Linked DNA regions of Mus musculus: all the other regions are linked to region 1. Evidence: chromatin contacts called from public promoter capture Hi-C data. All regions are on one chromosome and are shown on one strand. The core of a region is the stretch at or near the end of the contact, and the rest is flanking DNA. Distances in the headings are between cores, read along the strand shown.

Evidence for each region. Promoter capture Hi-C pulls out the DNA fragments that hold promoters and counts their contacts. Capture Hi-C pulls out chosen DNA fragments and counts their contacts.
Region 2: a contact with region 1 is called in a promoter capture Hi-C map of pre-B cells, with 4 times the contacts expected there. The contact joins the promoter of Syde1 here to the promoter of Sumo3 in region 1. A contact is called at or near these places in 2 of 39 promoter capture datasets (the C10 cell line and pre-B cells).
Region 3: a promoter capture Hi-C map of liver shows a contact between it and region 1, with 4 times the contacts expected there. The contact joins the promoter of Pdxk here to the promoter of Sumo3 in region 1. A contact is called at or near these places in 2 of 39 promoter capture datasets (the C10 cell line and pre-B cells), 1 of 484 Hi-C or Micro-C datasets (CD4 T cells), 2 of 115 datasets of contacts at active chromatin or transcription factors (memory CD8 T cells and regulatory T cells) and 2 of 9 other capture datasets (adipose tissue and liver).
Region 4: a contact with region 1 is called in a promoter capture Hi-C map of adipose tissue, with 4 times the contacts expected there. The contact joins the promoter of Cstb here to the promoter of Sumo3 in region 1. A contact is called at or near these places in 4 of 39 promoter capture datasets (cranial neural crest, hippocampal neurons, maxillary cranial neural crest and 1 more), 1 of 484 Hi-C or Micro-C datasets (CD4 T cells), 4 of 115 datasets of contacts at active chromatin or transcription factors (bone marrow-derived dendritic cells, bone marrow-derived macrophages, memory CD8 T cells and 1 more) and 2 of 9 other capture datasets (adipose tissue and liver).
Region 5: a contact with region 1 is called in a promoter capture Hi-C map of pre-B cells, with 2.7 times the contacts expected there. The contact joins the promoter of Pcbp3 here to the promoter of Sumo3 in region 1. A contact is called at or near these places in 2 of 39 promoter capture datasets (liver and pre-B cells), 1 of 484 Hi-C or Micro-C datasets (embryonic stem cells) and 1 of 115 datasets of contacts at active chromatin or transcription factors (epiblast stem cells).
Region 6: a promoter capture Hi-C map of liver shows a contact between it and region 1, with 6 times the contacts expected there. The contact joins the promoter of Trappc10 here to the promoter of Sumo3 in region 1. A contact is called at or near these places in 2 of 39 promoter capture datasets (liver and pre-B cells), 1 of 115 datasets of contacts at active chromatin or transcription factors (memory CD8 T cells) and 2 of 9 other capture datasets (adipose tissue and liver).
Region 7: a contact with region 1 is called in a promoter capture Hi-C map of hippocampal neurons, with 3 times the contacts expected there. The contact joins the promoter of Gatd3a here to the promoter of Sumo3 in region 1. A contact is called at or near these places in 12 of 39 promoter capture datasets (3T3-L1-derived adipocytes, the C10 cell line, the HPC-7 cell line and 7 more), 3 of 484 Hi-C or Micro-C datasets (CD4 T cells, LSK cells and granulocytes), 2 of 115 datasets of contacts at active chromatin or transcription factors (bone marrow-derived macrophages and pancreatic cancer cells) and 2 of 9 other capture datasets (adipose tissue and liver).

The regions. Positions count from the first base shown.
Region 1 is chr10:77,604,428-77,608,250 of GRCm38.p6, reverse strand. Sumo3 (small ubiquitin-like modifier 3) reads right to left here and starts at 2,154. Exons shown (of 4, transcript NM_019929.4): 1 at 1,910-2,154. The coding sequence starts at 1,930.
Region 2 is chr10:78,589,855-78,593,677 of GRCm38.p6, reverse strand. It overlaps Syde1 (synapse defective 1, Rho GTPase, homolog 1 (C. elegans)), which reads left to right and starts at 1,714. Exons shown (of 8, transcript NM_027875.1): 1 at 1,714-1,876; 2 at 3,435-3,776. The coding sequence starts at 1,789. It overlaps Gm30346 (a long non-coding RNA gene), which reads right to left and starts at 1,637. Exons shown (of 3, transcript XR_380602.2): 1 at 1,198-1,637.
Region 3 is chr10:78,463,187-78,467,009 of GRCm38.p6, reverse strand. Pdxk (pyridoxal (pyridoxine, vitamin B6) kinase) reads left to right here and starts at 2,062. Exons shown (of 11, transcript NM_172134.2): 1 at 2,062-2,249. The coding sequence starts at 2,163.
Region 4 is chr10:78,423,730-78,427,552 of GRCm38.p6, reverse strand. It overlaps Cstb (cystatin B), which reads right to left and starts at 1,883. Exons shown (of 3, transcript NM_007793.3): 1 at 1,696-1,883; 2 at 525-626; 3 at 1-242. The coding sequence starts at 1,761. The coding sequence ends at 114.
Region 5 is chr10:76,959,856-76,963,678 of GRCm38.p6, reverse strand. Pcbp3 (poly(rC) binding protein 3) reads left to right here and starts at 1,732. Exons shown (of 16, transcript NM_021568.2): 1 at 1,732-1,931. It overlaps Gm35664 (a long non-coding RNA gene), which reads right to left and starts at 1,538. Exons shown (of 2, transcript XR_380584.1): 1 at 1,504-1,538; 2 at 1,077-1,303.
Region 6 is chr10:78,243,051-78,246,873 of GRCm38.p6, reverse strand. Trappc10 (trafficking protein particle complex 10) reads left to right here and starts at 2,229. Exons shown (of 23, transcript NM_001081055.2): 1 at 2,229-2,438. The coding sequence starts at 2,372.
Region 7 is chr10:78,167,927-78,171,749 of GRCm38.p6, reverse strand. Gatd3a (glutamine amidotransferase like class 1 domain containing 3A) reads left to right here and starts at 1,995. Exons shown (of 7, transcript NM_138601.3): 1 at 1,995-2,155; 2 at 2,325-2,377; 3 at 2,828-2,941. The coding sequence starts at 2,021. Pwp2 (PWP2 periodic tryptophan protein homolog (yeast)) reads left to right here. Exons shown (of 21, transcript NM_029546.2): 21 at 1-840.

The DNA.
Region 1 (3,823 bases), core at 905-3,404:
ACCGCTAAGCTGTCTCTCCAGCTCTCGAGAACCATTTATTTCTAGGAAACAGATCCCTTGCTCTACTTGCAGATCAAGCTTTTTCCCTGTCCTCACGCCAGCCTTCTTTTCCCCCACGGTTCCACAGAGCATGCTCCATGGAAGCACCCTGCTTCCCAGGGGTGTCCTCAGCAACATTTTTATTCCCGGAGAGAGAGGTAGACTAGTGTCAGGAAGCTCGGGTGCAGGGTGCAGAAAGCAACCTGCCCTGCACTGGGTCCTAACAGCTTTAGGTAGGAGCATGGCTCCTTCTAGTCTGAGAAATGGTTCGGCAGGAGAGAGGCTCCATCAAGAACCTGAAGGCACACCTTGAGGCATCATCCCTTCCCCTTCCCCTGCCCACTCACTCCCAGGACACCAGTGACACAGCAGCACTGTCCACAGAGCTTGCCCCCTTCTCCAAAGGGTGGCATCCAATATGAGAAAAAGTAAAGTCCGCTAGTGAGAAGCATGAATCACTCCAGGTCCCAAGATGCTGACTTCTAACCCGGTTCCCGAAAGGATGTGTGTGTTCAAAAACAGAGACAGAGGTGAAAGGCCTCAGGCTTGCTTCCCTCCAACGGAAGGATGCCTGGCTGGGCTCTGGCCTGGAGTTCTCTAATTAGCAAGTAAATACAGAAGAAGGAGGGCTTACTCAGCACACTGACTGCCAACACCTGACACCCGGGAGCTCCTGGGTATAGGTGGAGGCCAGCATGAGCTACACAGGGAAACATTCAGGAGACAGAAACAGGAAGATCTCTTTTGAGTTTGAAGTCAGCCTGGTCTTAAACTCCAGGACAGCTTGGACCACAAAGGAACCTTGTCTAAAAAAAAAGGGGGGGGGGCCGCTGTGGGGGTGTGGAGAGAGTAAGTAACTCACTGGTAGAGCATCTGCCTAGTGGACAACAGCCCCTGGGCTGCGTCACCAAAATATAACATATAACCCTCTGTCTCCACTAACCCGAGGCAGAAGGCATGGCCACTCCAGTACACACCAGGCATTCACTTCCTGCCTAACCGCACCAAAAGGTTACAACTCTTGTTGTAGTTACCAGCTACAAAATATAATAAAGTAAGTTGTCTACTCTTGGCACAGGGCGAACAGGTGCTCATTCAATATCCGGGATGGTGCAGGCAGGACCCAAGGCTGAGCTGAAATTAAAGGTAAGGACCTCGCAGGCAAGATATTTCTGGGCTCGGCTGCTGAGCATGGTACCATGGCATTAGTCCAGATGCTTGCCCTGCTCCTGGGGTCTCTCACCTGAGCCAACACAGTGGTCATCTCCAGGCCAGTCAAGAGCACAGAATGCCAGGCTCCAACGTTTATCTCCCGTTGGATAAAACTGCCCCCAGCAGGGCAGGTGAGTGTGGGAAAACTGTTCAATTTGAAATGGGCAACCCTGGCCTTCCCACGCACCAACTGCCGAGACCACGGCGATGGAGTGGAAGGGCATGCGGCCGGGCGAACATTGGAAGCCCGGAGCGGCCAGCCTTGCTCTTACTCCGGTGCAGCTCTCACGAGCGCCCGCTGAGCCTCACGCGCAGCACCACGCGTGCAACTGTGCGCACGGCACGCGAAAGGATGGCCGCGTCAGGGAGTGAGGCCCTTGCGAACCAAGAACCAGCACCCAAGTTCCGGGTTCTCGAGCCGTGGGCGGGGCTACACCCGGGGCGGGGCTACCCCGGAGGCGGAGCCTTGGTGTGGCGGGAGGCACAGCCGGGGGTGGGGCTAGCGCGCTGCCCGGGGCGGAGTGCAATGCTGGTGGGGGAGGGGCGCGGGTCGGTGGGGGAGGGGCGCTGAGGCTCGGGCGCGGCCCCGCGGGCCCTTTTTGCGCGCGGCCCGGCCTGCGTTCCGCGGAATCTGCTGCGGCTTGCGTACCGGGCTTACCTTGGGCTTCTCTTCCGACATGGTTGCGCAGCGACGGCGGCGGCAAGCGCAGCGGGAACCGGTGGCACTGGAGCGGGCGAGTCACGCTCTCTGCCCCGCCGCTCTCCCGCCGCAACTGTCGCGGGGCCGCGCTTTATCCCTAAATCCCGGCGCGCTGGTTGGTCGCGCGGAGTCACGTGGTCGGGCGCGTGCACGAGGCGCGCGCCCCGCGCCGCGGGTGCGCGCTGGCCAGCCGCGATTCAGGACGGTTGCGAATGCGTCACGGGGCGGGTCAGGCGCCCGGGTGCGCGCAGAGCCCCGGGGACGCGCGACTCAAGGTCCTAGGCCCAGAGACCCCGGATGTGGGTGCAAGACTGCGCGTCCACGCAGGGAGGCACGGGAGGAGTGGGGGCGCTGTGTGCTAGGTCAGGACCCAGAGGAACGTTTTGGCCCAACCAGTAGCCTCTTCACCACCCACATTTGGGGACTTTTTCTTATATGCAGGCTGCATTTGGGTAAGAGAGGGCAAAGAAACTCAGGCTAACCCTTTCAGGTGGTCCGGAAGACGAATAAGGAGGTTACCAGGCATGGTTTATGGACCACACACTCCTGGAACAGGCCTCTGGCCTTTAATTTGAATGTCACAGGAGGGCTCATGTCTAGAAAAGGCATCCTTTGAGGACACAGAGGATGGCTTCTGTTGGCCCAGAAAGCCAGCACATGCTCCCATTTCATCTTTTTTCATTTGATTTCCTGGATGGGGTGGACCAGCCTCCACAAGGGCCATTCCCAAGATGGCTCTCCAGAAGGACAAGCTCTTCCCCTTCATTCTCACTATCTAGCTGCCTTTCTCCCTCCTTACGTAGTCCCAAAGTAACCACTAGGTGGCTTGGGTGGGTGAGAGTGACAGGCACAGAAAGCTTCCCTTCTGACCTACCATTTGCTGTTTCTGGAATGCTATTGTGGACACTAATAACCCATTTTACACAGCACACCAAGATGCCTAGAAGTTTAATAACATGCCCAAGGAGTCAACTAGATAAGCAAAACAAGGGAAGCTTGAGCTGGAAGATCCATCGGGAGCCCTGGCTAAGGGGTCAAGAGTGTCCTTTCCTTGTATCTTGGCGTGAGTTTTTAGAATGCAGCCCACAGGCCCTCTGTGTCTGTCTGCTAACACCTGCAAATCAGGCCAGTCAGGGCTGACACAGTCACCCACAGTCGTCTCAGGAAGGTGTTGATTGGCCGTGTTCCAGGACCACACAGCAGCCTCCAGAGAAGTGGCGCTCTGTTTGACAGAAGTATGTTTCTGTTCCAAGGAAGGGCCAGCAGACAAGTATCCCCACTTCCTGGTAATACTGCAAAGCTACTAAGCCAAGTGTCTGTGAAGCCAACCTTTTTTAGCCTTTCCCCTGTACACATGACCTTTCTTCGAGAAGTTTGTCAAGGTCTTCCACAAGGACGCATTTGGAACTCATCCCACACCCAGACCAGACCAAGGTATGGATTTTCCTCAAATACAGATCATGGTCATCCTTAGCTGAACATATCTCTGGAATGTCCAGCTCAGACTGTGTAACTGGGAGACAGGACTCCAGAAACCAGGCTGACTGAAGCAGTTGTTGGAGATCAGAGCACACCTTCCCTCCACTATTAGCTGTGAGTGACTCGGGGCAGGCAGTGTTCAGACCACAGTGTACCACCAGCTCTAAGATGCCAAGCATTATAAAGTGTTGTATTAACAGTTTATAGGATACAAGAATCAAACCTGAGGGTCTGTGGCTGAGGGCATCTGTTACCAAGTGATCGGAGAACAACACGTGCAGCACAGGATGGATGAACTCGGCACCTACGTGAGCTGCAGCAAGAAACAGCCACACTGCGATCCATTCACACCATATGATGACCCATTCACACACTGAAAGCCTACCATTATGC
Region 2 (3,823 bases), core at 465-2,964, 990 kb before region 1:
TGTATGCCTGCATCTGTATCTGTTCCTGTCTGTCCACCTGTTTGGTATGAGCTCTGTATGTGTGTGGGGGGGGGGAGAGAGAGGGGGGGGGAAGTGTTTTACTCTATATGGATTGAACAGCACATAATGGGATACTTTACAGAAGTCTTTAACAGAGTTTTACAAGGGATTAAATTGCTAGCTCCATCTGTCTCTAATTGACACAGATAACAAGCATCACTGTTTATCAACTAATTTCTGTAAATGGATACTTTCGACGTTTTTTTGGTAGAAAGTTGCTTCTGCTTCTGCAAGTGTTGCTTTCGTGTGCATTATCTGAGTGAGGGGCCGGGAAGAGTACCTAATCTAAGAGTCCAGGTATGCATTACATTATAGGTTGTAAGAAGTTGATTGCATGGGAAATCCAAAACAAGTAGAGTTGATTGCTACATTGTTCTCTTACTCAATGAGTACATAGGAGGCTAGCAGTCGTGGGTGACTTCCAGGTGTGGTATTATCTCTGGCTGTAAGGTCTAGCAAAAGTTCCAGTCTCTTAGAATGTACTAGATCTTTTCAAACTATTGCAGCACCACAGTTTCTCCTCCCACATGTGCCTGGATAAGCAAAGCTGGGCAGGTCTTCCTTCTACTCATCTGCACTCTTAACTTTTAGACGCCTGCATACCCACCAATTACCACAAAACTACTGAACTGGGAGGAAGCCAAGGACACAGAGGTGTCCACATAGGTGCTTAGTCCACTATCCCAGTGGAGGTCCAGCCTGTGTCTGGCACCAGTTAAGAGACCTGAACTTTAGTTGTGCCACAGTTCATGTGTTGAAAGTTTAGTCCTCTATGTGGCCCTGTTAATAGGCTAGTCATGGTGAAAGGAGCCTATCGGCGGGAGTTGGCCTTCAGAAGACGGTTCTGTGAGACCAAATTAGCAGTTAAAAGTGCTTGTTTCCCAGCCGTTTCTGGGCACCCACACACACACCCCGATCCATGTGCCATACACACAGAAGCACACACATATTCATAATAAAAAGTAAACTTAAGTTGTAAGAATCAGCCCAAACCTAAGATTTTTTTTTCTCTTCCTGTCTTAAGGAGTGCTGCTAGGACATCAACATGAACTCAGTCTACTTTAGAAAGTTGTCCAGCCTCCGGTATTTCAGTACTAAATAAAAAATAATAATACAACCTCCGATTTCACCACTTACTTTCGAGATACACCTATCCTTGCTGTGTTCTCGACTGAGTAGAGATCAGCAGACTGCATCGTCTATATCGCGTCCATGTTCCTGACAGTGAGCATCCCGGCTGTCTGAAACCACTAAGCTTGAGGGTCAATAAGCAGCAATAGTAACTTGAGTTGGGGGCATTTGGGGTTCCCAAGGAAAGATCGTGGTCGAGGTACTGGGTGATGTGGGGATGGATGGACGGACAGGAGGAAAGACATGAGCTGATGTGTGCCTTGGATGCGGTTTGGGGGAGCCGACAGAATGTGCTGCATGCCATCACACAAGGAGGATGGTTATGGGGGGCCCAGCCTATGCCATGACATTCATAGTTGAAGAGTTAGATCAGCCCAGCACCCCATCATGTCCCCTCCCGGCCCCAGGCGACTACATCTCCCAGCATCGCCTGCTCGGGCCGCGGGAAAGGAAAAGAAAAAAAAAAAAAAAAAGTTAAGGCCAAGCATTCCCGGAATGCGCTTCCTGCTGGAGCGGGCCGGTGGGGGGGGGGGGGTAGGCGGGCGGGGCGGGCGGCCGCAGCCCCGGGGCGCGCACTCGGCCGGCCGCGGCCCAAGCATGGCCGAGCCGCTGCTCAGGAAGACCTTCTCCCGCCTGCGGGGTCGTGAGAAACTTCCTCGAAAAAAGTCAGAAGCCAAGGACCGCGGTGAGTGCGGGGACTCTCGGAAAGTAAGAGAAGGGAGCCCCACTCAGCCTCAGATCCCCAGGTCCCCGGTAGGGTACGCAGCGGGACCTAGTGGGTAAGCCGGGAGCGAGCCCTGATGCAAGAGAGGAATATGCACCGGATCTTTGTAAGGCTGGGGGGCTGGGGCGGGGGGCACGGACCGTTATGTGCAGCTGGCCTGAGATGCCAGCCCCAGGGATCCTTGCAAGGCCCCGCAGGGGGGCCTCACCCCTGACAGGAAATGGGGCCTCGAAGGGGCGCCCAGAGAGTGGCGGGGCAGGGGCGGGAGGTGAGGACAGCTGTGTGGCATCGACATGGCTGGGTGGTGGGCACCTCTCCTGGGTACACACTCCTGTACTAAAGAGAGGTCGTGCGGGGTTATATTTATTATTGCAGTCTTTTCCCCAATTCCATGCCACCATCGCTCCAGAGGCTGCAGCCGCACCTACTGTGGCCAGCCCCAAGAAACCGTCCTGTTTATTAAGACAGAGAAACTGAGGCACGTGGTTGTTGGGTGATTTGTCCCGGGCCTGTGAACTGACTTTAAACAATCCTCTGGACTATGCTACTGATGACAGAGACCTGAAACAGAGGGCCAAAGGGTGGAAATAGAAGATCCTTAAATCTGGGGGTCCACAGACAGCAAGAATGAAATGGAAAGGAACGAAAGCTGTATGGGTAGGGGGCTTCGGAAGGAAGCAGTTAAAGGAGGGAGGCCACTATACCAAGGACCTGACTCTTCCTCCCGGGCCGTTCCCAGGGCATCCCAAGGGTCCCAGGGCCAGAGAAGGGATCCGGGTGCCCACACATAAACACACACAGGAAATCGACCATGATGTCAGAGAAAGTAGAGCCAAGATAAGGGGGGCGGGGTAACGGGGCACTGACTGTAGAAATCTGGCTTGGGCTGAGGGGCAAGATCCAAGAGAACTTGTGGGCAGGATTTGGGAAATGGGAAAAGGGTGCTGAATGAAAAAGAAACCAGCGTTCCCTGCCCTGCCTTCCCAGCAGCAGCTACTAGGGCCTTGAGCAGGGCTACAGATCCTATTGTCTAAAGTTGCTTCTCACACTGAGCTCCAAGCTGGAAGGGGGTCGAGAAGAGAATATGATAATACTGAATCTCCTCATAAACAAGACATGGAGCATCAGGAAAAATGCCTTGCTCAAGGCCACTCAATGAGAAGGGGCAGGCGTAAGATTCTAGGATTAATGGAATGTCTGGGAGAGGGGTGACAGAGCCGAAATGTCCTGAGGTTCCAAGGACATTTGACCTGGACTCTTGAGGCTGATTCACAGTCCCTTTTGCATTACTAGGGGCTAGGGCAGGGGACCTTGAAGCTAGGACTGCAAAAGTATTAGCTAGCTGCTAGGACCAAACAAAACAGCTGGTTCCAAAGGAGGCAGTGGCTCCAGGCTAGCAAAGAGCTTCCTTGCTGTCGATTGGTTATGTGAAGTGAGGGCTGAAGCCAATTAGCTAGACTGCCTCCCTGGACCTCTGGGAACTTGAGAGTTGGGTCTTACCATCTTCATTCTCCACCAGGCCACCCAGCCCAGCGCTCAGAGCCCAAACCCCCAGAACCAGAACCTCGTGTCCTTGAAGGGTCTCAGGCTGGAGCAGAGGTACCACCCAGCCCCGAGACACCTCGAAGCCCCACTCGGGGGGCCTACCTGCAAAGCCTGGAGCCCAGTAGCCGCCGATGGGTGCTAGGAGGGGCTAAACCACCAGAGGAGATCTCTTTGGGGCCTAGGACACCTAGCAGTGGGGAGCCTGCTGGTGAGATTTGGTACAACCCCATCCCTGAAGAAGACCCCAGACCACCCGCACCTGAGCCCTTGGGATCACAGCTAGCTTCCTCTGAGCCAGAAGGCCCCAACATCCAAGGTAAGCACAAAGTGTTATATTCACCTACAAGCATGCACAAGCCTCAA
Region 3 (3,823 bases), core at 813-3,312, 860 kb before region 1:
TTATTCTTATTAACAGTGACAATGTCAACCATTCAAGAGCTGTCCTTTAGAGTTTCTTCTTAACCCTCCCTCGACCCAGCATGCCAAGCAAAAAACAACTGAATCACTAAGATGTCAAAGGTTTAAAAAAATTGTGTAATCCAGGGAGCAAGTAATTGACTAAGGTGAGAGCGCTTGGCACAAAACCAGGATTTGTGGATTCCTGGAACCCACACGGTGGAAGGAAAGAACCAACTCCTCCTGCAAGTTGTCCTCTGACCTCCGCATGTGCACCGTGGCGTGTGTGTGCACCACTCGCACTTGAATTAAATACAAATGTAAATTTAAAACTTTTTGCCCGGGCACGGTGGCACACCCCTTTAATCTCAGTACTCAGGGGGTGAAGAGTGGTAGATCTGATTCTGAGACCAACTCAGAGTACATAGCAAGTTCGAGTCCAGCCAGGACTACATAGTGAGTCCTTGCCTAAACAAACAAACAAAAGAACAGAATTTATTTATTTATTGGGTTTTTATTTTTTGAGACAGGTTTTGTCTGTATAGCCCTAGTCGTCCTGAAACTCATTCTGTAGACCAGGCTATTCTCGAACTCAGAAATCTGCCTGCCTCTGCCTCCCAAGTGCTGGGATTAAAGGTGTGAGCCACCACTGCCTGGTTAGAACAGCATTTGTAACCTCAGCAATGAGGAATAGAAACAGGTAGATCCCAGGGGCTTCATAACCAGGAAGCCTAGACAAACTAAGAGAGAACTTCCGGGTCCTAGTAGGGTATCTAAGTAAATGAATACATAAAATAAATCCAAGGCAGTTCCAGGTGTGGTGGCATACACCTTTAATCCTGGCACTCAAGTTAGGTGGGTCTCTGAGTTCAAAGCCAGCTTGGCTTAGATAGTGAGCTGGATCAGGGAGAGAGACATCATGAGACCTTGTCTCAAAAAAGCTAAAGAAAAGCTCAAAGTGAATTGCCCCTCCCTAAGTATAACACCAGAGGTCTTCTATACACATACACAAACACAGAAATGCCGGGATTATAAATGTACACCATTGCTCCAGGCTAGCAAGATTCAGTTACAAGAAATGTTTAGCACATACATAGTATCCAGCAAACGTTACTATCAGCAAGCAATTAATTATTCCTCCAATGTACTTCCATTTAGTTGATTCCAGTCAAGCCTTCCTAACAACTTGGTTCTTCTTTACAGCTTTTCTGGTGCTGGGGCCTTGGTATGCACCCCACCAACGGAGCCTCAAAACCACTTCCTTTTTCTGATCTGTTCCCCAAGCAATGGGAATGTTCCTTTCTCTTCAGAGCAGATCTGGTCCCCAGTACTCTCTCTCACCAAGATAAAGCAAACTTGACATACTGGCCTGTGCCACTGATCTGTGACCCTGGTGTGTCCGTGACCACAGGAGTGCCAAGTGTAGGTCTGGAGATGGGACAGGAAGAGAGGTGCGCTTTCCCTAGGACTGAGAGGACTTGGTGGGTAGTGAAGAGGGGAAGACCAGTGCAGCCCCTTCAAATCTGTCCCCATGAGTGGCTCTAAGCAGACTTGAGCCTAGAGAAGATCTCTTATTATATTGAGAAGGGGCACGTGACTCCTGACTCAGGGTAGCCTGAGATCAGATGCCTGTGAGCCCTACTGGGTCTGGGATTCCACGCAGGCCGCGTGGCTGGAAAGGATCTCCTGATCTCTGAGGGTCTTCAGGCTCTGGAGCTCAGTGGAAACTCTTTGGACAGCAGCTCCGGAGTATGCCACCCATGGAGTGATCAGCGCCGCGGGCCAAGGAGGTGGAACAGTGTGTACTGAAAGTACCGTGCTGTGGAGTGTGATACAGGCGAACCCCCTGACGCACAGACAGATCTGCAAAAAGGGATGTGAGGCCACGTGATGGAGCACAGAGGAAGGAGCTCATGTGCTGGATTCCACAGGTCCCGTTGCCCGGAGGGGCGGGGCCTGCGTGAGGCACCGCCTTCAGCCCGCCCCTCGCCGCGCGGGACTCGCGGGTTAGCAGCCGGCCTGTTGAGGTCAGAGGAGGCGGGGAGCGCGTCCAAGCCTAGCGACTGCGCGTGCTTAAAGCGCTCGGAGCAGAATCCGAGCGAGCGGCCTGAGCAACCCCAGCCTGTGACACCACCTGGACCACGCGCCACTACAGCTTTCCCGGCATGGAGGGCGAATGCCGGGTGCTCTCCATCCAGAGCCATGTTGTCCGTGGCTACGTGGGTAACAGAGCGGCCATGTTCCCTCTGCAGGTATGCGCTCCACTGCTTATGTAACCGGGCCGGGCTGCTCACTTGCGGGTCTACGGGTTCGCTGCGTGGCCTTTTCCGACTAATGACCTTGGCCCCCTGTGGCCATCCTTTTGGGTCCCTATTGAGCGCTGGGCGCGCTGAGGGCAGATCCTGGCGCAGGCAGGCCGGGGGCGTGGACTACCCTGGGGAGCTTACAGCGGGGTGGTGCAGGTGGCACGAAGCCCCCTGCCCGGCTGTGGCGCACACGGTAGCGCCTGAGGGTCCCTGTTGCTTCCGTCTGCCTGACCAACAGTGGGCAGGGGCTTCCCGAAGCGTTAAAATGCTGAGCTGGGAGAATCCTTTCCTTTGGGAGCGCGGAGAGCCTCTTGGTAGACACATTGGCTAGTGATTGCTCGCTCTCTGCAGACATCCACGTTCTGCTTCTACCCATTCTATGAACTTGGACCAAGGAGGAAGCTGGGCCCACGCTTGGGTCTGAACACTCTTAGGGTGGTCTGTCACCCGCAGAGATGGGGCTGGAACTCTGCACCTCCCGCGTGCTTGCTTTTATTCCTAAAAGACAGCATAGTTTGCTGAGTTTGGCTTTGGAAGCAACCTGTTAGAAGGGCTGTAGCCTTTTCTTCCCAGATCCTATCTCCTGTGAGATGTGTGATGAATGAGGCTATCTCTGATCATTTCTGGCAGGTGGTGCTTCCTGCTTGTGACTGGTTGCCCTTGGAGGGAACCAGGTTGTCATGGGCATTAGAATAGGGGTCATAGGCAATATCAGCTGACTGGAGCTTCCTTGCCTGGCCGGTCCAGCAGGAAGATTGGGCTGGCCTGGGCAACCAGGTGGTGGCCTCTTGCAATGTATCTTTTTTGGCTGGTCACTGAGCAGGGTGGCAGGTCCCCGTTCCCCTTCCGCTCATGTCTAGCCATTAAACTGATTCCTGGGAGATGTTAGGGTGTAGCCTCTGGCTACCATGGACCTGAAAGAAGGACTTGGAAGGAAAACAGGTGGCTGGAACTGCATTTAAGGACAATAGAGGACTGTCCTGAATCAGGCTTGCTTGCCAGACAAATAGAGCAATTGATTGTTATTATACAGCATAGGAGATCAAAGTCTGTAGGCAAGGGCAGTTGCTGAGTGTTTGAGCGCCTGTTGGTTGATAAACAGTGCTTCACCCACACGGTCTAGTGTAGGCATTCTTGTTCTATCCAGAATGCACTGGTCTGGTGCTTCATGCTCTTTACCTTTGCTCTCTAGCTTAAGGGGCCAGGATTGGGGTAACAAGGTCATTGAAGTAAGACTGTACTAAGGAGCCGGGTGTGGTGGCACATGCCTTTAATCCCAGCACTTGGGAGTCAAAGACAGGCGGATTTCTGAGTTCAAGGCCAACCTGGTCTACAGAGTGAGTTCCAGGACAGCCAGGGCTACACAGAGAAACCCTTTCTCAAAAAAAGACTGTACTAAGGAGCAAAGGGGCAGAGTCCTGAAGGAGGGACAGCCAGGGAGGGCGGGGCCAGGCTGAGCTTCATGCAGTTCCCTCACCTTGGGCAGAGGTGTGCCGGCTTCTGAGACCCCGTGTCCTGCG
Region 4 (3,823 bases), core at 634-3,133, 820 kb before region 1:
CAAAATACAACGCAGTTTGAGAATCACAACAGAAGCTGCTCAACTCCCTTCTCTCCATCACCGAGGGGGGTTTTACTACGTGGTCCCAAACACAGGTGCAAAGGAGCCCCGAATCAGAAGTAGGAGAGCTCATCGTGCCTTTCTTTGTTGGTCTGATAGGAAGACAGGGTCAAAGGCTTGTTTTCATGGGGGAGGGGTTGAAACACCCTCAAGTGCACGCATTTATCTCCACCAACATCAACCTGGAGGAAGACAGACAGACAGACATGTGAGTGAAAGGTAAGGTTCCAGTTCCAGGCTTAACCCAGCCTTAGAAACTGAGCCAGAACAGGCCACCAGCCACTAACTTAGCCAGTGATAACCCTTGTCTCCTCCTTTAAGGCCGGGAACCCTAACACCCCAAATTCATCCTCTCAGAACATGTACATGTCCCCTTAAGGGGTTCTCTGCAGGAAGTTGCAGGACACTCTGCTCTACTCTGAGACTATGTCCCCAGTTCATGCCAAGCTACTATCAGTACCCACCTTGATGAAGAGGTTGGTGCCAGCCACTATCTGTCTCTTGAAGGATATGGCTTTAAAGACATCAAACTTCTGATTTTCTTTCGATTCAAGCTGGGACTTCACCTGGATGGTGGGTGAGAAGGAAGGACTTAGATTCATGCACAGGTGCCCCCACACACACACACTGCCAGCCTTCAATACTCCTCATTCCGGGGGACATGGTAAACTGTTGGCCCCACTGATAAAGAACAACACAGCTCCTTTTTTTTGGGGGGGGGGGGGACAGGGTCTCACTATGTAGCTATGGCTGGCATGGAACTAAGCAAACTGGGCTGGCTTCAAATTCAGAGAGACTCGCCTGTCTCTGCCTCCTGAGTGCTGATGTGGCACGTGGCCAAGGTTCCCTTGCCTGGCCAGTGTGTCTGTAACATTTCCTCATTTCTAGGGTCTCATGGAGCTGACTCACTCCTTCTTGGCCACTTCAGTCAGAGCAAACACCTCCCAAGATCAGCTAGGCTTAGTGGACAGGGTCCTGGGCTTGGGGCGTGGCAGGAGAGCTGAAGAGAGGATTTGTTTAACTTTTCTTCTCTTGCTAATACCCTGAACCTCCCCCTACCTTGTACTGAATCTCTGCTCTGCTAACAGTCACAGGAAGGGCAGCCCAGGCCCAAGGTCCACCCCCTCGTTTCAGACTAGGCACAAGCAAGTTCTACAACTTCTGGTTTTGATCCTTTTTTTTTTCCCTGAGGGGCGGTGTTGGTGATGGTGGTGGTGGTATCAGTTGAATTCCTGCCACTGAGCTAAACAGTCCTAGCTCTTTCTTTTGAGGAGACAAGCACAGTAGCCCAGTCTGGCTTTCTCTTGTTTAGGCCTGGGTGTAAGTCAAAAAGGTGCCGTCTAGGTTCTAACAGCTGCCTTCCTGAATTCTCTGGGACCACCGGATCCCTCCACCGATCCCGGGGCTAGTTCCCTAATAGGTGAGTGGCCCTCTTGTATGCAAGCGGCAGAAGACTCGCCCCAGTTCCCGGCCCTGAATCTTCCAACCAGATCCAGAGCCCCCAGCTCCCAGTCACACTTGTGGCCGCCCCGGAAACCCGCTGCAGGACCTGACCAGTCTGGGCAGGCCGGTCCCTGAGGCCGCCGGGTCTCCGCAGGCCTGGCTCAGACTGGCCTGACCTGGGCCCAGCCTCACCTGGTCGGCGACCTCCTGCGTCTCGGCCGTGGCTGGCATTGTGGCAGATGGCGCGCCACACATCATCTTGGCAGCAGTAGTCGGGGTAGCACGGAGAAGCTGAAGACAGATCCAACTAGGAGACCTGGGTGCCTGGACCCTAGAAAAACCTGGCTTGGCTCCGCCCCCCCGGACCCGTAGCACGTGACAGAGCGACGGGGCGGGGCGCCGCACCCTCTCGCTCGCTCTCTTTACTGTCACCACCCTCCGTTCCAGGCAGAGTCAGGAGACCCAGGCTGGGCGTGGGCGGAGGGTGAGGCATGGTGGGTGCTTCACGTCCTTTCCCTGAACGGACGCTAAGAAGGGTTTGGAGGCTGGGAGTCCTGATTGCCCCTCAATGGTCGTGAAGTGATTGTAGGAGTATCTCTGACCCGGCTTAGGGGCTTCCGGGTCCTCACAGGATGCAGAGATGTGAGAAGGGGTCCTAGTCTTTCCATGGAGTAGGTGGACACGAAGTACAGCCCTGGACATCTCAATTTCCCCTTGTCCTGTGACTATTAAGTGGGGGTCTTGATGGGTCCCTATCCCTCCTTCCATAGAGTGGATACAGAAATAGATGATTGAGGACCTAGAAGTCTCAGATCCCTGTTCCTTGACCCCTGGCCCCATCCTTTCCTCCCCTCCCCAACGTGGACTTAGTTTTTGGGTCCGGATAACCCCATGAAATAAGAGCTTATCTGGGAATTCCATTCTTTTTGAATGACATGGCCTTGTCAGGCGGTAGGCGGGGCTTGGGGATCCCAGCCCCAGCCCCACAGAGCTGGGTAGGTGGTCTATTCTGGGTGAGACTCTATTCTCACACACCCAACACAGGCTGGGAACCATGAGGACCCCGGATATGCCCTCTGTCAGTGCTCTTACTTGAGTGACCTTCAAACCCGAGTTTCCGTTTGCAAAACTGTCACAGTTGGATAGCAGGACATGATGGTATACACCTGCAATCCTGGCACTTGAGAGGCTAAGCTAACCTGACTATGCAGTGAGACCTTGGCTTAAAAAAAATAATTTGGGGGTGCAGAGGTAGCTCATGGTAAGGGGCTTGCCACGGAAGTGCGACAGCCTGAATTTGATATTTGGAACCCAGTCAAAGAGCCAAGTGAGGGGCTGGAGAGATGGCTCAGCAGTTAAGAAAACTGGCTGCTCTTCCAGAGGACCTGAGTTCAATTCTCAGCTCCCACATACTAGCTCACAACTCCAGTTCCATGGGATCCTATTTCTCCACCCCCTGGCCTCAATGGGCACTAGGGATGCAAGTGGTGCCCAGACATACATGGAGACTTGTGGTGGTGGCAGTCAACCCAAACTAAAACAGAAGTTAGTACCAGACACTGGAGTATTGCTGGGATTAGGCCTGGCCATGCTTTTGTTTGGAGGAATGTGGATTTTGGGTTAGAAAAGCAATTGATCACTTAATAGTTCATAGGGCCATAGTAGTAGGAATATGGAAGACAGTGGTGATGAAGGTGATGTGAGCTTTGGGGGTCTGGTTCAAGAGGTTTCAGAGGACAAAACTATTTGTATGTGGCCTACAGACTGTTCTCGAGCTTTGGCTAAGAACGTGGTTGCTTTTTTGCTCTTGTCTAAAAAGTCTTCGTGAGGCTAAATTTAAGTCTTTGGGATTAGTTGAGCTGGCAGAGGAAATTTCAAAATGGCCCAGTATCGACTCTCTTGTGTGGTTGTTAGTGGTCACTCTTATGAAGATCTATAATGAAAAGGAGCAAGCTGAGGAAGTAAAAAATACAAAATGTACAGAAAAGGGGGCACCAGGAAGTGGAAAGGAGCTAAATCCTGTTTTTTAAGGAGTTAAACAGGTAACAGAAAAGCCAAATGTTTACATAAAGGGAATGGTGACTTCAGGGCAAGAGTCTGCCCAGCTAAGCTTTCAGCCTGTGAAAAGGAATTAAAAGAAAGTTTAGAGCCAGGTGTGGCGGTGCATGCCTTTAATCCCAGCAGTTGTGTGAAGCCAGTTTTGTCTTCAGATCAAGTTTCAGGACAACCAAGCTCAGGCAGTGAAGGAAAGCAGGGGGTCAGTTCCCAGCCTCAGCAAGCAGCAGAACTTGGCAGCTTCGGTCACATGGTTCTGGCTTTA
Region 5 (3,823 bases), core at 483-2,982, 640 kb after region 1:
TCGTCTCCTAGGGGAAGTCCTTGTCTCAGGGACTCCTAGCATGCTACCTGACATGCCCTCCTCCAAATTTCCGCCCTCCTCTCTACCATAGCACAGGGCTAAGGTGTAGTAATGTGCGATAAGGCTGTCCATATGCTCTCTAGATTCTCCAGGTAAAGGTTCGTGATTTGCTGCAGCTGCACTTAGCTGCTGGGTAAGGCTTTTGACAGCTCCTGCTTGCCCGGACCCAGGCCCTTTCTTTTCAGAGGTTGTCATTGAATCACACAGGTTATGTTTGAAGACAAATAAGAGCACACTCCTTTCTGACTCATCGATCCCAAGTGACTACTGTATATGTCTGCTACAGGGGACCAGGACTTTTCCCTTCAGAGTGGATTCCAGGACATCATACTCACAGGACTCTGGGCATTCCCAAGAGCTACTTGGTTACTATGGTGAGGTTTCAGACCTACGGAGTCTTCCTGACTCTACCATAGAGATCGTGATTGTAACAGGTGGAGGGATGAGGGGACAGAGCTATGTATACACCCCTTTGCATGTATGATATATCGTTATTGGCACCGAAGTGAGTCATTGGTGGGTTTGAGGCTCAGGGCGGGATGAGTTTTGTCATCTCAGCTAGAATGTCACCCTCAACCCACTTCTCTGCTCACCCGTCTGTTCATATGACAACAAAGAAGCAACTCTGTTTCCCAGAGATGCTTCTCGAAAGTCTGGAGGTAAACATGTGGATCACTCTCTCCACCTATGAAGGGCAAAGCTTGATTTCCAAGTCCAAAGAGGCCTTCTCTGGCTGGTTCAGGTTGCTTCAGGAAGCCAGGAAGGATGACCCTGGGCTCCTGGGTATCTAGGTACTGATGGAAGGCAGAGTTCCCAGGACTCGCAGCTTCTATCAGTACTGGAATTACAAGTTGGCCTGGTTCCTTTACCTTCGTGGTGTGCAGAAAGGAATAAGCCTAAGCTAATAGAGAGCAATCAGATGAAGGAAGTTTAGTCCGATGAAAACGATAGTTAATTGACACAAAATAGAGCAGGACACCTCTGAGGAAAGGTGCACAAAAGATAACAACAACAACAACAACAACATGACATGTTTTCCCACAGCCACTACCACAGCCAGTTCTTCCATCGGCTTTGAATCGCTTGTGGACAGGTGTGCAGGCCCAGAACCTAAACACAAGTTCTACAGTCTGGGCTGTGTTGGCTTTCAAAGGCTTCCAAGCAGAGAGGGGCACCCGCGAAGGGCTGCGGTCAACGGATCAGGCCCACATAGTCGCGAAGGCTGTGGGTCCAACTGACCTCCCTAGAATATCAGCGCGTGCGAGACTGGGTGTCTGCAGTCTCCCGCTAGCTGCGTGTGCCAAACACTTGCAGAGGATGCAGGCCCCGCAGCCATCTCACAACCAAGCATCCACTCCCTTCCCTCTAGCCTTCTGGAGGCCCCGCCCCAGGCCCGGCCCTGGCCCCGCCCCGTACTGTCCCCGCCCCCGCCAGTTGACTAACCTTTCCAGAAGCCCCGCCTCCTCCCAGCCCCAGAGTGGGGCCCCGCCCAACCCTAACCGCCCTTCGACGCTAAACGGCTTCTAGCCGGAGAGCTTTCCGTGCCCTGATTGGCTGTGATGGTCACCGTTTCGCAGCTCCATTGGCTCCCGGCGCCCGCTTTCTCAGGCCCTGCCCTTGAGCGGGGGCGGGGCCAGAGGCGGCGGGCTGCGCAGGAGTGGCTGGTTGCACGGAGGGGGCGGGTCCTCGCCGCGCGCAGTGCTTCGGCCAGAGCTCGAGGCGCTGCTTACCGTCGCCTGAGCTAGGAGACGCCGCGGCCGCCGCTGGGTCGCATCGGGCTTCGCGTCGCGCCGTGTACGCCTCCTCTGCCCCACCCGACCGGCAGCATAGGCTCTACCTGGTCCGCGGCCTCCCTGTCCGCGGCGGGGCAGGTGAGTGAGTGGCGGCGGGTTGAAGTGTGTGTGGGGGGGTCCAGCGCGGAGGTAGCTCGCATGCCGCGTCCCAGGCCGGCCGAGACCCCTCCAAAGGCCAGAGGACCGGACAGTTCGCAGTCAGAAAACTTCATTCGAGCTGGGGTGTTGGGGATCCTGGGGGAAGGGTTGAGGTTGGCGATCTCAGTACTAGGGCCGGGATCCTAGGCTGAGGCGAGGGTCCCAAGCTGAGGCGAGGATTCCAGGCTGAGGTGAGGGTCCCAGGCTGAGGGCGGAGGTCCTGGGAGAGAATAGGGGGTACCAGGTTGAGGGCGGGGGTCCCGGGCTGAAGGTAGGGGTCCCAGGCCAAGACCAAGGTCCTAGGCTGAGGGCGGGGATCTAGGACTGAGTACCGAGCTCTGAGGGCTCAAGGCTGAGGTTCCAGGGCTTAGTGCAGAGTCCCAGGCTTAAAGCAGGGTGGGGGTATCCCAGGCCAAAGCGATGGTCGGAGGACTGAAGATGGGAATCCCAGAGGCATGTGTATCAGGCTGAGCAAAGGGTCAAGGGAAGCAGCTTCCCAGGCTGTGACCGGGGTCCTAGGCTGAGGCAGGAATTACTTAGAGAGAGGGAGAAAGAGGTGGGTGGGTGGGTGGGGAAGTGTGGGGCCGAGGGTCGGGCTCCCGGAATAGAGTAGTTCTTGATAGCCCCTTGGGCTTGGAGCTGGGGCCAGAACAGGGTCCTAGACAGAAGTTTCCAGTGAGGGGCTCACTCTCCAGCTCTGCATGGTCTTGCCTGTTCTTGGATTCAGGCACGGCCTAGGGTCCTTGTGAAAGTCTGACGGTAACTGGCCCTGGCCTACGTCGGGGGTCGGGGTAGAGCCACTCAGGAAAACCCAGGCCTCTTTACTCCCTCCCTAAATTCAGAAGTTGTTAGTGGGCACATTACGCTGCAGGCTTTCGGGTCAACACACAATAGCTGTGATCTCACTGGGACTTGCAAGGCTTAGACGGATGTCTTGTGATTGAGACGAGCTGGGGAGGAAAAAAAAAGGAAGCCCAGAGGATGGATGTGGGGCGAGGGCAGGGTGCGGCCTTTTCTCCTCTCCCCTCCACCGTGGTCTTCTGTTTTCTTCTTTCCTCTCAGTTCTCCTCAGGTTTTCCCCGCACCATTCATTAGAGCCTGAACAGGTAGACTAGACAGGCGCCGGTTCTCAATCTCTCTCTCTCTCTCTCTCTCTCTCTCTCTCTCTCTCTCTCTCTCTCTCTCTCTCTCTCTGATGGCCGTATTTTCTGTTTTGGGAAAGAGGTGTGTTCCAGAACTGTTTCTTATTGTCCCCAAAGTGTTTTGTTTAGTAGAAGTGTGAAGTTGTCTGGCTTCTTATTCTGCACTATGTTGTTAGTATAGGAGAATTTTAAGTTAATGGAAGGTGGGCCCCAGGATTGGCTATTTCCTTTTTACTTTTCTTTGCAGCACTACGGACTTTTAAATCTCATTAGCTTTGTATGCGAACCGATGGCACTGTAGGTTGAGAAGGGTTTTTTTTTTTTTTTTTTGGTTTTTCAAGACAGGGTTTCTCTGTATAACCCTGGCTGTCCTGGAACTCATTTTGTAGATCAGGCTGGCCTCGAACTCAGAAATCGCCTGCCTCTGCCTCTACCACGACCGGCGAGAAGGGTTTTTAGTGCCTCACCAAAAGGCATTCTGGGTGGCAGGGCTTTGGAGAAAGACCCTTGGAGGCCAGACTGCAGAGCTAGCATCCATACTCTCCCTCTGAGCCCATTTCTCTAATACAGCCTTCCTGAAATTTAGTTCCCGTTCTGATGCAAACTTGTGGCCCATTTCTCTTCTTTGGACTTAATTGTGATTTCAGTTCCAGAAAAACTGCAGGCTGTGTCTCTGCGGAGAACAGACCC
Region 6 (3,823 bases), core at 980-3,479, 640 kb before region 1:
AATCACAACGACATTGAGGTGGAGTGGTTACAAGGCTGCAGGTCTAGAGGCTAGTTATTTTATGATAGCCTAGTGTCAGCCCCTAAATATCCATTCATTGCCCACCCCAGTGTCAGAACTAACACTCTGTGACTAATAGATTAAAAAAAAAGTGTTGGAATCTATTAACTTTGCAGACCACTAGTGTCTTAGCTAGGGTTTTACTGCTGTGAACAGACACCATGACCAAGGCAAATCTTATAAAGGACAACATTTAACTGAGGCTGGCTTATAGGTTCAGAGGTCCAGTCTGTTATCATCAAGGTGGGAGCATGGCAGCATCTAGACAGGCATGGTGCAGGAGGAGCTGAGAGTTTTACATCTTCATCTGAATGCTGCTAGTGGAAGACTGACTTCCAGGTAGATAGGGTGAAGGCCCACACCCACAGTAACAGGCCTACTTCAACAAGGTCACATGTGCTAATAGTGCCACCCCTTGTTCCTGGCCCAAGTGTATAGAAACCATCACAACTAGCTTTCCCACCTCCAAAGCTAAGAATGGTATTTGAGGCCAACAGGAGAGAGTCCACCTTCTAGCTATAACAGCCTCTCTGACGTACTCACCAATGTATTTTAAATTGTCTTGATTTATGACTTTTTATGTTCTGCAACTATAAAGCTTCAAGTGCTTCCATGTGGGATCACGAAACCTGGGGTTACCCACTCAGGAGGCCTCAGAGGATTCCTCAAAATCCTTGTCCCCTGGGTGGCGGGCACTCAAATTTGGCTCCGAAGCACACCATCTCTTATTCCATTTGAGGTGAGAGCTTCGTTCTTTGTGCTGACATCTCACAAACGCTTAGCTGGATGGGGTGAAAAACCTTTGGCACGTCCACGGAGGCTTTGGACCCCTATTCTTGCTTTGCTGTGCTCTCTCTAGGCCAGTGGTTCTGAACCTTTCTAATGCTGTGACCCTCCTAAATAAAAAATAAATATTAAGTAAATAAAAATAAAATATTAAATAATGAATAAAAATTAAATAAATAAACTAAAAATTAAATAAATAAAAATAAAAATATTAGAGAAAAATATTAAATAAACAAAATAAATATATTAAAGAAGTAAAAATAAAATTATTACATAAATAAAAATAGTTTGTTACTACTTCATAAACTGTAATTTTGCTACTGTTATGGGTCATAATGTAAATATTTTTTTTGGAGCTAGAGGTTTGCCAAAAGGCTCGGGACCCACAGGTTGAGAACCCCTGTGCCTGGCAGTCTCCACCTGCTTCAACTGCCCTAATCAGTTGCCTGAAAGCCCAAACCAACATGCTCCCCAACAGTCAAGTCATGCTCAGACATTCCATTTGCACACTGAATCCCATTTGCAAAAGCTCCCATAGACCTGCTTTACTTGCGCCGAGTTCAGTTCAAAGCAATATTTGATTTTGCGACATTCACAATACCTAGCGGCTTCAAAGCAGTACCAGCTATAGGTGACCAGTACTGATGAAGGTGGGACATAGGGAGCATTCTGGGAGCCAAGGGAAAGAGTGCTGAAGGCTGACGCAGGTGGAAACGACCTATGTGGTGGTTCATACGAGTAAAACCACCTAATCAACCAATCAAACAAAAACCTCACAAAACCAGAAAGGACAGTGGGAAGCTGGCGTGCCAGCGGGTGCACATGGAGTTGTACGGGGTGGGTGGAACACTTTCGATCTTGCCTCGCTTTGAGTCAGCACACTTGGCAAGTCCGTGTTAACAGGCAAGCAGAGACTCAGCTTGGCACTGCACAGTTGAGCTCGCCCAGATGTAAAAACCGACCCAAGGCATCCTGCAGAAGCCGGAAAGGAGGAAGCTCCCTCGGAGATAACGGGAATTCCGCCAGACGTGACGTGGGGGCACACAGGGTAGAAGCGAGGATGAGGGTAAGGGAGCATCTGCAGGTGCGAAGCCGAGGAGAATCCAGTTTAGACAGGTCTGATGAGACCAAGCAAGGGTCACCAAGCTTGGGCATTGAGAAGGTGGGGTCAAGGAGCTCAGGCACGTGCGCCGCCCTCTGTCCTCTGCAGCTGCCTGAGAACCGAGGCAGAGGCGGCTCCCGCTATTGACAGCTACAGCGGCCCCGCCCTGCACCGCCGGGCGGCCCGGCACGCGGCCTTTTTCGTAGGAGGGCATTCGGCGGCGAGGCCCGCCCCTTTAAGTCGCGCGCCCCGGAAGTGGTCACGCGGCGGCGCCGGGGCCGGAAGTGGACGCGGCCGGCGGCGGCGGGCGGCCGGCTAGGAGCTGCCGGGGGCCGGCGGCGAGGAGGCGCGGGCTCAGCGGGCCCCGCGCTGCCTCGGGTGCCCATGGCGGGCGGGGGGCCGGGCCGGTGACGCCGGACGCCCATGGACGCCCCTGAGGAGCCACAGCCACCGGTGGTCTACACCATGGAGAACAAGCCCATCGTCACCTGTAAGTGCGGCGGGGCGGGCGGGCGGGGGGCGCGGCCGGGCTTGGCAGCTCCCATCTACGCGGACACAGCCGACCTCCGACCTTTCCGCGGGTGACCTCCGACCCGCTGTGCAGCCGACGCCAAGCTTTGGGTCCTGACCTGGGCGGTCTCCGGAGCAGCTCGTTCTGTACTGTCAGTGCTGCTAGGGATCGGGCCGGCCTTCCCCGTGGGTCGGCTCTCCTGCGCGCTGACCGCAGTCCGGTGGGCAGGCCCAGCTCTCCGCAGAGCGCAGGTGCTCTTCCTCTAGTGACTGTCAAGCCGGAGTGGCAGGTGGCCGGCCAGGCTTAGGAAGGAACCCAGCTCTGTCTGGTCCAATCATCCTGTGCTTATAGGCACTTTCCAGAGCTGCTCCACCAGCGAGTTCCCGCTCGGACATCCCCTTCCGCACTTGTTCCTTCTCCCACTGAATGCACACACACACACACACACACACACACACACACTCACACACAAAGATTGGTTTCTCTGCTACAGAAAAAGAAAACCCTCATTTTAAAGCATAATTTCAGAACGGAGTAGTTTTGCAAACTATGGACTCATGGGAAGTGTGGACGGGTTGGTTAACATTTTGACAGCTTTGCGGTGCTGTCTCTCAAAGGACAGGTGTGATACGTGGCTGTTGGCAGTTCAGTATGTGCTTGACCTTATGAATTTACTTTTTTCTAAACAGGAAGCATATTTGCAAAACCTGGTGCTAGGCCCCAGGGTTCCCAAGGTCTCCAGCACACCCTGCTCTGTTTTCTCCTTTGGGCCCTTGGATACATGGGCTCCTCCCAGTTCCTTCCTGTAACCGCATAGACATTTCATATTTAAAGACTTACATCTCTTTATTGCTAGATTAACTTTCTCAGGGATATGGATGTGTCTCCCATAAAGTTGGGAGACTTGCATAGTTCAGCAGTTAGTTGTGTGTGTTTTGTTTTTTTTTTTTTTTCTTCCCAGAATGCTTGGCAACTGAGAGGCTTGCCAAACCTCACCTGCAGGCAGGTGGACCGATGTGGCAGAGCTGGTCTGGAGGCTGCCCCGCCCTGCCCGGGTGCTCCTTGATCCCCTCAGGGAAGTTGCACCCTGTTCATGGTTGGATTCAATGTGTTCCAGGTCCTGAGAACTTTCCCCCAGTACTGTGCACAGTAGGAATTCTGGATGAGTACTTAGAACCCACAGGGACACCCACTTACTTGACTGCATCTCCCGACCCTTAGCTTTGAACATTGGCATCTTCATTGCCATAGACATTTTATCAGCATCCTGCTGAAGGTAAAGTTGCAAGCTCAGCGGCATCGGCTGTGGCTAAGGAGAAAGGGTTAATTACTCTGGTAGCTAGTACTTGGAAATGTGTGCTATT
Region 7 (3,823 bases), core at 746-3,245, 560 kb before region 1:
TGTGGATGGCCCTGCACAGACTTCCTAGGGAAGGTTTAGAAGTGTGGACTTGCAAACTTTCTGTCAGAGTTATTTATATTTTTAATACGATGCTCTAAGGATGAATTTCGGGTTGGGAAGAGCTTTTTTGTAAATGTGAGGACTTTGCTTCTCAACTTTGAGTTTCCGGTGTTTCTAATGTGTCCTGGGTGAGACATTGTCTTCAAGTAAGCAGGGAGATCGGTGACTGCTCGGGCCTGTGGCCCTGATATCTGTAAGTAGTGAAGAAATGGTGTGTGCTGGGCTGACCCCAGCGGGTGGCTGTGACAGCCCAAGGCTGGCCAGGGAAGCTTGGACTGATCTTTGCCAGTATGTACAGGTTATGTGGGAGAAGGGACATGCCTGAGTGGTGCTTTACCGATACTTCCTGTTCATGGGGTTGACCAGGCCCAGCATGTCACTCGCCAGTGAAGAGACCCACAGGTGCCAACTCATGCTGATAACTATTCACTGGCCTCTGTCCAGGCCACAGGAATGGATCTGTGTGGCACCTGGTGCACTGAGAGCCATTAGCTGTCGCACCCTTGTCATACTCAGGATACACTGATACTATACTGTCTTGGTCACCTGGAACCCGCTCAGGCTTGAACACCGTTATGGGGAGAAGCCAGAGCTTAGCCTGGTGTCGCCAGGTTTCCTGTTCTGCAGAGCATTTCTCTGTGTAGCTTGGGGTAGAAAAGGAAACTGCTTCTTATGTGCCCAGGGACAGCCAGGCCCCTGGCCGCCCAGACAAGGACCCGCTTGTTTTGGTGCCATCTTGGGATCCCCATCTGCAGTACAAATACAGTTTTATGAAGCTTTACTGGTTTTGTCTGTGTGTGGTATGAATGTGGAACTGAGGGCCCAGGGAAGGGCAGGCAAGTAGTGCTGAACCATGCTTCAGCCATCACCATACATCTCATACATCTCATCCAGTTTAATTCTCATACCAGAAACTGGGCTCAGTTTGGAGTATTTTACAAGTCTGCTCCGTGGTAACCATGCCCACTCCACCCCTGTGGACAGCCAGATGCAAATTGCCTGACACTGCTCCACCCCTCCCCCCAACTACTGTCCCCTGAAACTGAATAATCCCTGACTCGCTGTAATGGTGTTGGGCCACCAAACCCACTTCTGTATGCTCCCTGGCTTCTGCATATACTGTGCATCCCAGGCCTAAATGTCTCCTAAATGTGAAAGGGTTCCCATCTTAAGATGGGAACACCCAGCAGCTAATTATCCCTAGGAGTTGAGAGAAGCCAGGTCACCTTTGACAGCCTTCACTGTGGCTAGGGAGAGGCAGTGAAACTCTGGGAGTTATCTGGTCATTACCCCGATGGACACCGGACTGTATGCAACTATAGCAATCACATTGATTCAAAATAGGAAATGGAAGGTACGATGCTCAGCTCAGCTCTTCACTGAATCGTGACTGGCAGAACTGTGGCCTGTGAGGAAGCTGCAGAGGTACCCAGAACACAATGGCAGGAGCAATTTACGATTGCACCGTGAGGGCGCGGGGCTTGCTCTGACCCCGTTATTTAAAATCAGTTTTTAGTCATTGCATAGACTGGAATTGCAATAGGTAGTCAAGGTGGCCTACACCAAGATGAGCGCCCTTCAAACATTAACTAGGCAGACCGGGCCGCTCAACAAGGTCGATCGCAGGAAGGTCCTAACCTGGCATACTTGCTTGCTTGCCCTCTCAAAACCGAGAAGAGGCGTGTCCCAGCTCGGTCGGTCATTGAGCTGGAGAAGTCCAGCCAACCGGTCTCTTAGGTGAGGGGGGGCGTGTCCTGAGATCTGTGGCCCCTCCCTCCCGCTAGTCCTCCAGGGAAAAAGGTGCTGGGTTTCCCGTACGCCGTCGGTCACTGCGCAGGCGCGGCCCCACCCACTGGCCCTCTCCAGAAAGGGGTTGTTACGCGCTCCTCCATTGGCCAGGCGCGACCCCGCCCCACGGCGCACGTTCTCCTGACACCACTGTGGCTGGCTGCCCTTCGTGATGGCTGCCGTCAGGGTTTTGGTGGCGCCAAGGCTGGCTTCTGCGCTCCTACCGCTCTCCAGATACCACCGGGCTCCCTCCCAGCGCGCAGCCCTTCACAGCTCCGCACCGCGGCCCGGGGCCAGGGTGGCGTTGGTGAGTGCAGAGCCAGACTCCCAGGCCGAGTGCCTTCCCTTGCTAGGTCCCCGCAGCCTGGGGTCGACCAGCTGTCCGCCCAAGGTCGGCTCTTGGTGGGGTTCAGCCTCCCCTCCCTCGGTAATTGCGTGTTGGGCCCTCGCCCTCGTCAGTGCCTCTCTTCCTGCAGGTGCTGTCGGGCTGTGGAGTCTATGACGGAACCGAGATCCATGAGGCCTCAGCGTAAGTCCTCAGAGTTTGTAAACACTCTCTTGGTTTAAAAGGCAGAAATGGCCAGAGGGTGACCAAGCGCAGTGGGTTCACATCGTGATAAGTCCAAAGCCAAAGTTAGCACAGCCAAGACACAAAAGATGCCACCCGGACCCTGGGTGAAGGCAGAATGCCTGGCAGCAAGCTGGGGTCTTGAACATACCCAAAATGCAACACCTGCGGAGTCAACAACCCTCGCTGCTCATCAGTCAGTAAAAGGATGCCTTGCCTACTTATTCTGGTTCTACCCTTACCTTGCAGAAGTCTGTAAGCGGCAGGAGCCGTGCCTTCGTAAAAGCAACTAGGTGTCCTATAAACTAGGAATTCCCCAGCACTTGGTGCCAGTCCATCTGTAAAATCGTCATGCTGTGAGGCCGGAGGACACATTTGGAAGTGATGTCTTTGTGGATTTTCTTCATATAGGATCCTGGTGCACCTGAGCCGAGGCGGGGCTGAGGTCCAGATCTTTGCTCCCGATGTCCCTCAGATGCACGTGATTGACCACACCAAGGGGGAGCCTTCTGAGAGGGAAAGCAGGTATGGGTAGGGAAAGGACCTTACAAGAGCCCTGTTCCCATGAGCAGCTCCTGTACTGTAGCCTTCCTGATTATGTGATCAAGTGTCTGTCCCTCAAAGCAACTGTCATCCGGCTGTTCTGGAAATACATGGCCATGGGCCAAATGTTTCTGACCTCCCCGTGACCGTTACAGGGGTAGCAGTAGCCTTTGGGTGTGAGGTGGTCATGCTCTGCTCTGGCTAGTCCCTGTGTGGTACTGTGTTCCCTTTATCTTGTTGCTTTGTTTTTGGCAGGGAGGGGTTGTTTGTTTTGTTTTGTTTTCCCAAAGTTTCTCTATGTAGAGAGACTGTCCTGGAACACACTCTGTAGACCAGGCTGGCTTTGAACTCTGATCCTCCTGCCTCTGCCTACTGAGTGCTGGGATAAGAGGCATACTCCACCACTGCCTCGGGTTTTTGTTTTTGTTGTTTGTTTGAGACAGAGTCTGTTTGGCCCTCACAGGCCTGGAACTCACTATATACAGACCAGGGTGGCCTTGGATTCCTAGAGATTCTCTTGTCTTTGCCTCCAAAGTGTTGGTGGGATCAAAAGCAGTTGACTCTATGCCCAGCACAACTACATTTTTTTATTTTAAAGATTTATTTATTTGTTATATATAAGTATGCTGTAGCTATCTTTAGACACACCAGAAGAGGGCATCAGACCCCATTATAGATTGTTGTGAGCCACCATGTGGTTGCTGGGATTTGAACTCAGGACCTTTGGAAGAGCAGCCAGTGCTCTTAACCACTGAGCCATCTCTCCAGCCCACAACATTTCTTATCTGAGGCTTGGTTGCAGGGTAGGGGCTGAGACTGAAAAGGTAAGAGAGAGGAACTGCAATTTAACTACCAAGGCTGTCT